Regions from separate parts of the Anser cygnoides genome. Here region 1 is linked to region 2. Evidence: chromatin contacts called from public Hi-C data. All regions are on one chromosome and are shown on one strand. The core of a region is the stretch at or near the end of the contact, and the rest is flanking DNA. Distances in the headings are between cores, read along the strand shown. Region 1 holds the start of TMEM97 (transmembrane protein 97). Region 2 holds the start of WSB1 (WD repeat and SOCS box containing 1).

The links. A called contact is a pair of places that touch in the nucleus more often than the background predicts.
Region 1: a contact with region 2 is called in a Hi-C map of liver, with 2.4 times the contacts expected there. The contact joins the promoter of TMEM97 here to the promoter of WSB1 in region 2. A contact is called at or near these places in 2 of 7 Hi-C or Micro-C datasets (both in liver).

The regions. Positions count from the first base shown.
Region 1 is chr18:12,267,025-12,273,406 of Taihu_goose_T2T_genome, forward strand. TMEM97 (transmembrane protein 97) reads left to right here and starts at 2,557. Exons shown (of 3, transcript XM_048074105.2): 1 at 2,557-3,105; 2 at 4,300-4,444; 3 at 4,955-5,859. The coding sequence starts at 2,983. The coding sequence ends at 5,205. NLK (nemo like kinase) reads left to right here. Exons shown (of 12, transcript XM_066979522.1): 12 at 1-1,037.
Region 2 is chr18:12,021,102-12,027,581 of Taihu_goose_T2T_genome, forward strand. It overlaps WSB1 (WD repeat and SOCS box containing 1), which reads left to right and starts at 4,761. Exons shown (of 9, transcript XM_066979823.1): 1 at 4,761-4,976; 2 at 5,386-5,554. The coding sequence starts at 4,937.

The DNA.
Region 1 (6,382 bases), core at 1,307-3,806, 240 kb after region 2:
GTTTGTTTACCTCCACATGATTTTTTTTTTTTTAAGTTCAGTGTGGAGACTTGAAACTTGAATGTCCCTTCCAACTTTTATATTTAAAACAAGACTAGAAAATTGAAGACTGTTTTTCACCTGTACAAAGAAATATTAAAGGGTGGTCTTAAAATTTGAACATTGGTCTGGAGAAAAACCATGGTGTTTGTTATGGACAATTAACTGTTAAAGTTATTGTAAGTTATCTGTATTTAGCAGAGTATTTTCAACGAGTGATCTGAGCTGAAATTGGAGACTATTAGTAAGTTATGTTTGGAAGTTTTAACTTCAATGAAGTAATTATTTGCTGTGAAAGAGACAAACATTGAATAACTGAACAAAGATGGTGCAATATCTTTGTTTTTTATGAGGCTCCTGAGAATAAAACCAACTGAAGCATTTCAATTCACTTGAATGAGAAACGTGTTTAATTAAAAGAGCCCAAGAAGACACTGGTATGAAAGGTAAAATCTCAGAAGTTGGTCAGTTAATGTGGCACACTTGCTGGTCACTTTGTAAAATGTAGATTTGAAGTACAGTGGTGAAAACATTAAATGTGACATTTGAAAAAGAAGTGTGTTATCTTTATTTCCTGTCTCATCTCCTACCTTTATTTAAGATTTGATTGTTACAATCTTGATTAAATGCTGTCTAAAAGAATACAAGTAAAAAGAGTTTATAACATCTTCTTTCGGGCATGGTTTTGATTTCTTTACACACGCATCTGCGTAAAGGCATATATATGCACATATATGTGACTTAAATGATATTCATTTACTCTTTAAAATTGATCCTGGATAAAGGCAAAACTTTCTGATTAAATCAAAACAAGCAGCTGACTTGCACTTGAGAGGTTGAAAGCCATCCATGCAAGTGTAGATCTTACTCTGTTTGCCAAGTTTGTGTCATTTTTTACAGTGCAAATGCTTTTATCTTTTCTATACTCGTAATGGAAACAATCCAACATGCAGTGGTGTTGCAACAATATGAATAAAAATGTTCATGTTTTATGCGTATGACTTGTTTAAACAAATTGAACTGTGTAGTTAAAGCCTCAAGACCTCATAAGAACTGAAGTGATATAAAGAGTTGTGAGTCAGCTTAGCTTAGCACGGGCTGTCTTCCCAGGGCTGCTACAGATACTGTCTGTGACTCAGGTATATGCCTCTTCTTCCAAGTCTTCATACTCTGACGAGATAAGTTTTAACATGTTTCAGAACTGCTGATGCTGGTGTCATTATTGCTTCATGGCTGTCAATTGCTGAACTATTTTCCATTCATTCACTGCCATTTTTTATTTGTTAGATTCTCCTTCAGCATAAGACTAGAAAACAAAGGTGCGGTTCATTTGCTGGGTCTTCTCATTTTGATACACAGTTTTGTCGGGGTATGAGCAGATGAATGGTACAATTAGCAAAGTTCACTTTATGCATCAGTGTATTTTCTGAGCTCACTGCTAGAGGCTCATGAGTTAATTTTGTTCTTAAATGTATTAAGAGTAAAATGTCTTTTTGAACATTAACCTTCCACGGTGTCTTGATATTAATGTGGGCAAGGCACTGTGCAGAATGAGTAGTTTAAAACTGGCACAATTAGCACAAATGGGTAAGTAAAATTGTGTGCACATAGCTTAAAAAAAGAAAAGCTATGATAATGTTTTCAGTAGCCTCTACTCCATTTCACATTTTTAATGTAAGTTGATTCCAATGAAAGTGAGAGCTCTTAAGAGCTGCTTCTGCCAAAGACAGTCCAGCTTCTAAAGCGAACACATGCGTCTCTGCACATACTCCTAGCATGAGCTTGGTGAGAGAGCTCGTTTCTCAGTGAGGTTAAAATCTAGCATCCACTGTAGACTGCAGTTTTCAGAGTTCCATTTTTATCAGTTTTAAGCTTTGTTGATACTATTGTCAAATGAACTAGATTGTAATCAAGTTTTAACCACTTTAAGTATAGCTTCTGCATCTCCTTTTATTAATTGTGCCTTTAGAAGAGCGCAGTAAGTGCAAAATACAACTTTTCAAAATTATCCACGGATTGCCAGAGAAATGTCCTACTGTTAGAAGGCCTAACGTATTTATGTATACATCTTGATGGTGATGCAAAGGAACTAAACAAGATCTGCTATGGAAAAGTAAGTTGCCAAAATCAACTTCCTGGGAAGTACACTACTGAATAGGGCAAATCAGTTAAATGACAAAAGCAAGAACCTGCTTTTCTCCTGTAGCCAATTTAGTGGTGGGTTTGGGACTTTGCTGTTTGGCCTGCCAGGAGCCTACGACTGTTTACCAGACTGAACAGATAATTTTAATGTTTACTGGGTAGCAATTTTTGTAATAATCTTATTTATGCTTTATTTGTTTTGGTAACAGAGTATCTGTTTGTTCTTTATCATTTTTAAAAATTCTTCTGTCAGGTATAATTTCATGGAAAATTGCATACTTTTGCAATCCATCTTGGGAATGATTAAAACCATTTGCGACATTCATAACTGGGAAGGCGGGACTCCAGGCACTAAGAGCTGTACGAGCTGCACCTCCACCTTCTCTGCTCCGTAAGGACGGGCTCAGCCCTGCGCTGCCTGCCGGCACAGCACCCTGCTCCGCGAGCTCCGGGCTCTGATCGGGAGGGCTCTGTGGGCCGGTACCAACGCTTTGTCTTCCCAGGGCGCTTCGTCCAGCCGGGCTCAAGCCAGATGCGACATTAAGCCAAAGGCAGCTCCAGCTCCCGTAGCTGTGCAGCCTGCAGCTGGCCCAGCCTGCCAGAAGCGGGGGGGCGTGAGGAAGCCTTCAGCCTGCGGGGCTCGGCTGGTCCCGCTCCGGGCGGGCCGCTGCTGGGGGAGGCCCCGGCCGGGCCTCGCAGCGCCCAGGCGGCCTCCGGCCGGCACCCCCCGGCCTCCCTCCGGGCCCCGGCCTCCGCTCGCCGCTTCCGCCGCGGGGCGGGGCGGGGCGGGGCCGTGCGGCGATGGCGGCGTGGACGCGGTGGCTGGAGCGGCTGTTCGCGCTGTACTTCGTGTCGCACGTCCCCATCACGCTGCTCATCGACCTGCAGCCGCTGCTGCCCGCCGCCGGCCTCCCCCCGCGCAGCGTGAGTCGGGGCCGCGGGGGCCTGGCCGGGCGGGTTGGGGGGGTGGGGGGGAAATGTCGGCGGCGCTGGTGGGAAGCGCGGTGCGCTTCGGCAGCAGCGCTCAGGTTGCTCTCGCAGAGCTATTGTAAGATTTGTGTTTTGCGTCTCGCCGCCCACCTAGGGACGCGAACAAATGCAGTTTACCGGTACGCTCAGCAGCTGGTTGGGCGCGCAGGTTGCTCCTTCCAGCGCGGACGCCTCCAGCAACGAGCTCGGGCAAGAAAAGCCCCCGATAAATCCGTGCTGTGGACGGCAGCCCCCCCGCTGCGTGCGGGGCGTGGGCCGCGCGTCTCGCAGTGCGGGGAAGCACAGCGGCCCGGCAAGAGCCGCCCGCGGGGAACCTACCTGCGGCACCCGGCACCGGGGCTGCTGGGTCGGGTCACCCATCACGGGGGCTGCTGCGCTCCTGTCACCCGTCATTGGGGCTGCTGGGCTCCTGTCACTGGGGGCTGCCAGGCTCTGGTCACGCAGCTGGCCTGCAGAAGACAGGAGCAGGAACTGTCACTGCCACGTGGGAGCAGGCAGACCAACAGCCACCTTTATTAGTGAAAATTTCTACTTTGCTGGGCTTTGAATAAAATTGTGGAAGACGATTAAAATGGTAGATGAATAGAAGATGATCAGTTTGACTCGTGCTATCAGGATGAGATCGGTACCTTCACACTAGCTTTACATTTAGGGCATTTGATTTTTGCCATTCTGTACAATTATTTCATTAGAGAAGCCATTTCTAATTAATAGTTAACTAGCAAGCCTCAATACATATCTCTCTGTTCAAAGTCCAACTTTGAACTTAAGCCGTGCTGGAGCTTACATTTCTGTCATGGAAACTAACCGCAGCTCCCCAATCCCAAATCCTTCCGTCAGACTCGGGCAGTGCAGCGAGCCGCCAGCCCCGCGCACTGCCAGGCGCTGGGGGGCCCGGCTGGGGCAGCTGCCCCCGGGGCGCTGAGCCCCCTGGATGGGCACCAGCAGGGGCAGGAGGAGGGAGAGGCGAAAGTTCATTCGTATCTGCTGATGCCAACGTGCAGATTTGTTGTGATTTTGGTCTTGTTTTGGTAGGAAATTGTGCCAATTGCTTTCCAAAAATTATTTTTCACCTTGTGCCATTGATATTCAGTGTATTAATCTGCAGCTGTGTTCTTTTTTCTTAAGCTGACGGAGTTGTTAGAGTGGTATGCAGTCACCTTTCGAGATCCCATGATGATCCAGCCCCCAGAGTGGTTTAAGGCGTTTATGTATTGTGAAGCCTTCTTACAACTGCCTTTCTTTCCCATTGCAGCGTACGCCTTCATAAAAGGTTGGTATAAAAGTGTAAGAAAACGTCCTGTGCGGCATTTCTGCGTAGTGCTTTTTGGCTGCAGAGACAGTTTTTATCAGTCTTAAGTGATTATAGGGACATACCCCACGGAGTGCTATTTTCGTGGCAAGTTTCACCTGAGAAAGAGTAGAAGCAGCCCTGTCAGAAATAAAAACGGTTACTACAGACCCTTTACAACGGCAGTCACTTATGTGAAACCAGTATCAACAGTTAACATCTGGCAAGCTACCAATGACAGTGAAGCTCTGGATTGTGCCTGTGTACTCCCCACTTCTAACTTTGTGGAAATTTAGAATGAGCATGTGAAGTTTTAATCGTGAAAGTTTTAATTATTTCTCTGGGTTGCTATGAGTACTTATTTTCTAGTACATTTTTGATATGGCTTATGGTTGTCCTGTGATAAATACAGATAATATTGTTAATTTCAAAGTCACCAAATTCAGCTTGTTTCAAAACTTTTAAATAGTTTTCTTTTTTGCTTCCATACAGGTGGTTGCAAATGGATAAGGACTCCTGCAATTATATACTCCACACATGTAGCTACATCTTTGGTTGCTATCCTTGCTCACATCCTTTTTCATGATTTCTCAAAGTCTGAGCATTTGGGTCCTCAGACACAACACGAACGCCTAATGCTGTTATCGATATACATACCTTACTTGCTGATACCACTTCTGATTCTTTTCACCATGCTGTACAGCCCCCAGTACAACCAAGTGGAGAAAAGGAAGAGGAAGTAGTCTGCTGTGAAAGCTGTAAGCACAACATTCGTATTTGTTTTGATTCAGCCCCTAGTCCTCTGGGACAAACACCTGTCTCGTGTTGTCAGTGCAACGCCTCTCACCAGAGCATCAGGCTCCCGCAAGAAAAGTTCGAATTGGCTTGAGTTTACACGTCTCCTTCAATCAGGAACAGCTTTGGCAGAAGCCTGAACTGGCAGCTCCTTGTGGTGCCTGGGCTGTACGTAGCTTAAGGGACCCAGCAGCTCTGCTCCCAGTATCGATTTTGTGCGGTCCTTCTGTACTGGGAAAACGAACTTTTAACCATTTGATGTGTAACCGTGTGATGGGGACCTGTGGGGGGTGAAAACTGCAGCTGACACTTTGCTTTCAACTTGCCTTTCTCCAAGATGACTTCAGTAAGAAATCCGTCTTCTAAGAACATACACTGCAAAATCCATAACTGATTACATACAAATTTGCAAAGCTAAAATCTTTTTCTCTACTACTTTTGAAGCATTTCAAATCATGTAATAATCCTTACCTTTCTCATCCCTTCATTTAAAATTTCACCTTCTCTTCCTCTGCTCTAATTTTGATTAATTGTAAACGTCTGGCCAGCGATAAATGTGCCAAAATCTGGATTTCTGAATTAAAATTAATTTTGTTTGACAATGAGGCATATTTCTTCATAGAGGATTTTCAAGTACTTCACTAATTGTAAACAAGGATTTGTAAACTTTTCTGTGAAATCACTTCTAGTATGGAAATAACTAAATGCATCCACATTGCATTTAATCTTCTGAAGGAAATGACTAAAAGGAACTTAGGTTTTATTTAAGTTCTTAATCTGATCTCTAAGTGACATTTGGAAACTCTTGCAAAAATTACAGGTCACTGAGCAGGCTTTTCGGTCATTATATATTTCAGGATTTTACTGGTGTATAATTTAAACCCTCCACAAATTTTGAGAAGGGCAACATTTCCATAGCTGGTTGCCTAAAGACAAGAAACTAAATGCATCTACTGGCACTTCAACATGAGGCTTGATTTTAGATCACATTTAAATCATGGGCATTCAGTTTTTAAATGTCATATTCATATTTATATTTTTTACATGCTGCTGGTGCCGCTATACACTTAGAAGGGTTTGTCTCATCAGCTTGATGTTCTATAGTTGAAACACTCATGAAAGAAT
Region 2 (6,480 bases), core at 3,511-6,010:
GTCCCCGGCCAGATATCATATTAAAAAAATCAGGACGTATTTTTGTATCTACACAAAAGATATGGGACCGGAGCAGTTGGGAATATTCCCTGCTATTTTATCATCTGTTCCAGTCACTGTCGGCCAGCACGTAGCCCTCATTTTGACTTGTTATGTGACTGCTTTAACATTCCTCTGGTCTCACATCAACTTCCTAATCCCAGCCCTTTCAAGCTAATGCACGGCCGCATCGAGCAGCGGGGAGGACGGTCGCTGCCGCAGACGTAATGTCTGTGAGTCCAGCCCACGCGCAAGCAGGTGCTGAAGTGAGAACGCCAGGGACGGGCTCCGGTTCCTCCTCACCTGCCCAGCCCCAGCTTCCCCTGCTCAGCAGGCTCTGGCTAGGACATTTAACTGCGCCGTGCTATCAGGAGCAGGGAATGAAAGGCAGGACAGAATAAGCCGTCCAAGAAAGGTCATTTCAAACGCGGCAGACAAGACTTCTTGCAGACCAAAACGTCAGCTGCACAGATCCTCCTGCTCCGTATCAAAGTGGAACGAACGTCTCCGCTGCCGGCGCCGTGGTGCTGGGAGCTGTGCGATCAGCCCGGCATGTAACAGGGTGCGGGCACAGCGAACCGGCCGAGGCTGCCCTGCTTTTTCTCTGTAATACAAAGACACTTTTCTGCTATCATTGTTTAGGACAGTTCAAGTTCAACACGCTCATCGTGACCTTCAGCCATCTGAGATAACAGCTCTGGTAGCTTCGGCGGGTAAATTTAGCGCAGATGTTCCTGACAGGCTCCCTGACGAGGCACAACACCCATGGCCAGCTTACAAAAAGGAATGGTTTTGAACCAAAAGAGAACAAACCCGAACCTGTCTCCCTCACTGCAGAGCATCTACTCCCGGTGAAAGTCCTGAACTCGCCACGCACAGTAAGCCATCTGCTCTATTTATTATACCACAAAGATGTGGTCCAAAAATGAAAAAATCCCTAAGAGACCATAAGAATACAGAGAAAAAATCAGTCTTGTCCCTCTCTGATATTCCATCTGTGCAGCTTTCCCCCAGAATTCTCTTTTAGCCGGCCCTTACAGATTAACCACTTGGGTACCAGCGATGGGTTTTCCAGCGTGTGCTGCGGCGCTAAGGGCAGCTGATCTATTCTGGGATGCTGACGGCACCTTCATCCCCCCAGCCAGCACAACTGCTCTGCGGCTCTCTGCTCGCTGCAATCCCTTTTTCTCTTCAACCCTCACTGCCCTCTTTCTCCATTCTGCTTTTCCCTTTCACCTTCTCTTCTGCCTCCACAAACTCATGCTGAACTTTCTCCGACCCAAGGAGGCTCAAAACAAACAGAAGCTTGTGAATTATTAACAGCGTAGACTATAAATAGTGCATTTTTAATGACAGCCGGACCACCGGGATGCATGCACTACTGCACAGATCAGCTACTTGGCCTGATGTCATTGCCCTGAAGTGTCCCCTCACCTGCCATTTGTCATGGGTACTCCACAGAAGAGCAACTGTGGAGAGGAGGGACAGAAGCCCTGGGCCTGAAAAGCACCACGGGCTCTTCTAGTACTCTGCCATGTATTTTACACTCCCTGGGCTGATCTGGCTTCCAGAGGTCTGTGCACGATCCAAACAACCACAACAGAAATACAGCCTGGTGGTCCCCGAACAGAAACCCTCACTGGGACAGCCTGCACAAACTGAATGGGGATCTGCACAGTGAGCAGAGCATGGGTGGAAACTGATCACTATTCTCTGCTGATCCATACTAGGATTCATTAACTGGAATGAACAACCTTTCCGTGGCAGAAACCTTCCAGCAGAAAGCCATAGCAATGGAAATGGAGCACCACTAGTGCCCTGCTGAGAGTCCTGCAAATGCGTGGAAGGCAGGGAACACGTGACGCAGACACCTAGACTCATTTTACAACTCCAGATAGAACGACAAATGCATACATCCCCATTTCATACAAGCAGCACATCCCCATTTCTATACAAGCAGCACAGTCCCTTACTTGGAATGCACCCAGATTTCAGATGGATTTCCTAGTCCAGCCTGGTAACTGACTGAGTCAAAAAGACTTCCACAAAGCTGATTAAAAACACAAATCATAAATCAGTTAAAAAATTCAAAGAAGAAAAAACAAACGCAATTTGTGTAACCAGATTCACCGTGTCAGTATACAGGAATGTTGAATAAGCAGATTCTGGTGTTTCAGCAGCCTGAGGAAAAGCCCCGTAACCTGGATCTTTGAAAGTATTTAAGACAGGCAGACAACAAAAGTCCTCTTTCATTTGTGAAAGCTTACAGCAGTGTGTAAAGTCTTGATGGAGAAAGATGGCACTGAGCTTATTAGCCTCCCAGCTGAACAGTGCTGTGCAGACTTGGCAGCTGCATCCGCATAGGAGGATAATGGAAAACACATAAATCAGCCCTGAGTCATCTGCACGGTCTTACAGGCCCTTGCAACATGTGACTGTGTGGGGTATGCGGCCTGGTGCCACCCTTGATTCCACAGCTATGCCTCACCAGGAACCCGCAGCGAAAATCATCCAAAAAGTCATCCAGTTTGCTGCACTTACAAGGACAATAAGTATGGCAAGGACTCTGAGAAGCAAAGCGTGGATTCTTTCTCTCTCCAAGTTTTGACTGATTTTTAAAAAGATACGCTTTACCGGCCAGGACAGTTCAGTCAGCAGCGTGCAGACAGAACCCAGCCTTCTACCTCTGCTACCCTGGCCTCAGACATGAGACAACAGTGCTTCCAGGCAGGCACGAAGAGAGAAGGTGTTGGTAACGCCTCCAGGACAGCTTGTGACACCAATTTCTAATGCACTTGCAAAAACCTGGGATTTTGCATATCACAATTTGTCTCTGTGTCCGTAAGACACAAACTACAGCCTGGGAAGGTCAAAGACTGGCAGCTGGACCGCGGTGTTGTACAGGCTGAACAACGGGGTAGCTGCTGGAAACCCTCAGTGCTAGACAGTGCCCCGGGTTACACGGGATTCCTGCGTCACACAGAGACCAGACTAAGCAATCATCTCTTCTAGCCCTCAGATCTGTTACATGAATGAACAGAAAGCACACTCAGGAAGAAACACCAACTACTGAAGCAGAAGTTACAAAAATACAGAAACTTACAGAAATAATAAATTGACAAATACTTTGCTTCTTTTAAGAAAGTGAGCAAGAAGGCCAGTAACATGGCAACAGCCCTACAAAGCTGTGTAACTTGACTGCTATCTTTCCTGGCTGTAACAGCCCCCCAAGGTAAGCAAACAGAACCCAGCCTTATCCTGGCTGCAGGTGAGGCTCAGACCCCCGGGAGAACTCTTACAACGTGAGTCATCTCAGCTACGAGATGGCCTGGTTCAAACGTTCACGACTCATGTGTAACTCCAAGGCAGCATTTCACAATGGCTACGGATCTGCCTTGTTACGAGAAGTTGGGGAGTTATGTGGAGACAGCTGGTCAGGGCTTTTCCATCTGCAGGCAGCAGAGGATGGATAGAGCAGGAGCAGCGTTACGCTGCCAGGAAGCCCTGGGACAGGTCAGTGCTAGGATGGGCCAAGAGAGTACCAAACAAGTGTTGGGACCTACTCAGACATACTCAGAACTTCTTCCTGCTCATTTCTTTAACACTGTTTTACTACATGATTTAAAAAATGCTCTGCTGGCCTTGATTGCACAAGGGTAATATCTGTTGCTACAGCAGAATAGCTAAACCCTATGGCTACTTCAGTGTTTCCACCAGCAGGGCCACTACTTTGGAATGAAATCATCGTTATTAGCTGCAGTTAATTATACTATGTGCTGTCTTGAAGTACAAAGAGAGAGCATGGAAAGAAGTCTTAGAAGAGGGGCAGAACTTAGATGTGCAAAAGGAGAATGGGGAAAAGGAAGGGGAAAGAATACGCAGACCTTAAGACAAAACCACACAGAACGAGGTGGCCTCGGGGACAAGTAGTTTATGGGCAACCCCATTAACCTTAACTATACATTTAAAAGTTGAGCATAAACCAGATCTTGCTGGATCTAGACAGTGAACTGTACAGTTTTATAACGAAACATCAGGAGAGTAGGAAAATCCCAAGAATTTTCCAGCTCCTGGTCAGGGAAGATAGAATCAAGCGTGCAGGTCAGTATCACACACACGTTCTGCAACGCATTCATATAAGCTTTCGCATACTTTTTGTTTTACGTGTTGCCTTGCAGTCCCACAGTCAACAGACATCAAGGATGTCACAACGTGCCTTAGAAGATAATGGAGATGACCTCTGTCCAAGGCAGGGAGGCAGGAGCCAGGCTAGCGCAGGCTTAGCCCGCTCCCAGGGTCAAGAGGTGACCCGGAGGGGCCTGTGGGGTGGCTAAAACGGGCGGCACCCGCGGGCCTCGCCACGACAGCACCACAACCCGGTTTTCCTCCCAGGCACGACGGGCACAGGCTGTATTTTAAGCACATCCAGGACGTTCTTACAGCGAAGGCAGGGCTCCCGTCAGGCCGCGTGCTTCGACCGCCTCAAGGAACGCGCGCTGCTTTTGCAGAGCGAGCTCCGGCGGGCGGGGAGGGCCGGGCCCGCTCGGGACGGCGGCAGGAGGGGCGCGGGCAGGTCGGGACGAGGCACCGGGGATCAGAGACGGGCGGCGGGGGCCCGGGGCCGGCCGGCAGCGGGGGGCGAGGCGCAGGCCGTGCTGGCGGCCGGGGCGCAGCGAGGAGGGAGGCCGGAGGAGGCCGGAGGAGGCCGCCCGTCCCCCGCCCGCCCGCGGGGCGAGGCCGCCCCTCCCCGCCGCGCTACTCCCCGTGCCGCCGCCGCCATTTTGTCCCAGTGCCTGCGCCCCGGCGAGCGGCGGTCGGTCGCTCCCCCTCAGCCGCGCCCGCTCGCGCCGCAGGTCCCCGCTCCGCGCCCGAGCCGTTCCGAAGGGCGGCCCCGTCGATGGCCAGCTTTCCCCCGAGGGTCAACGAGAAGCTCATCGGTGAGGGGCGGCCGGGCCGAGCGGGCCGGGGGGGCGGGAGCGGGCCGGGCGGCGCGCGGGGGGGCCGCCGGGCTCCCAGCCGGGCTCCCCGCCTGCCGCTGCCGGCAGCGCCCGGGCACCGAGCGGCCGCGATCGTGGCGGGGCCGAGGGCCGCCGGGTGCCGGCCGCTCGCCCGCGTTCCCCCCGCTGTGGCGGCGCGGCGAAGGCCCCGGTCCGTGTGCGCGGCCGGCTGTGCGGCCGTAGGGACTCAACCTCCTTTGCAGCTGAGGCTTGCTCGTTTGCTTGGTTATATTGTGACCGTAAGACAAATAAAAGCAAAATAATTAACGTTTCGCCTGGTTCCTCTGTAACTTTTTAAAATATGCTGAATTTATTTCTTAATGGAATTTCCTCTTTGTTTTCTTTTCAGCACGATCACGTACTGTAGGAGAACTGTTAGCCCCCACTTCTCCTTTTGACAAGAAGTGTGGACGTGAGAACTGGACTGTTGCGTTTGCTCCCGATGGATCTTACTTTGCTTGGTCACAAGGGCATCGCATAGTGAAGCTGGTCCCCTGGTCCCAGTGCCTTAATAACTTGTAAGATAAAACCATACAGCTCTTAAACTGAAAGCTTAAGAATTTCCAAATAGAAGATAATGTTTAATAGATTCAAACTCATATATTGTCTCTTTAAGCCTTGACATCTTAGGAAAAAATAGTTCTTTAAAGTACTAGCCATTATCTCCTTCTCTGTGGCCAGCCAGAGAAACAATTGTATTGCAAATTCACAACGGAGTAATTTACTAATTCAGTCAAGTGCTCTAAAATAAGCGGAAGTTAGAACGAACATGGAATTTTGAAAACTAAAGCAGATCTGGACTCTTACATTTCCTATCAGAGGGCTATTTTATTTTTACCTTCTAGGAATTTACTTAAAGGCAGACCCCTTCTATTATTATTCACTTTAGAGTGAAAGTTAAGTTCCAAAAGATGTTTTATTTTCAGCTGTAGGTTACATTTTAAAGAAGTTAGTATCTAGCAGTTGAATCTTTGTACTTAGTTAAGTTTTGCTTCCATTGTTCCCAGCAAATCCCTTTTTTTGTTTTCCTGTTGCTGGTGACGGTTTAGTTGTTTTTCATATGCTGGTTTCAATGTCTCATCCCAGTTTTCCATGAACGTAAGTGAATTGCAGGGAACTTCTTGCTTATTTAGCAGGAAGTGTTAGACATTTTTGTAGCTTATTTTGTCTGTAAATGCTTGTAATGTTTTTCAAAGTGAGTTAATATGTTTCTACAGAGGTGAAGACATGGACAGTCTTTGTAGAAGTTTTCCAAGGGTTAATAATTCTTGACAGTTATAAGAAAACCCAGCTTTTATAATTTGAAAGTAAAAATGCATTCTTATGGGCCTCCATGCGTGTACGTCATGGCAACTCACAGATTTCATTACATCTTAAAGACCTTTCTGTTCTATTGCATTCTGAATGTCACACGATATGTAGCTACTTATTTTTAAAGACTCTT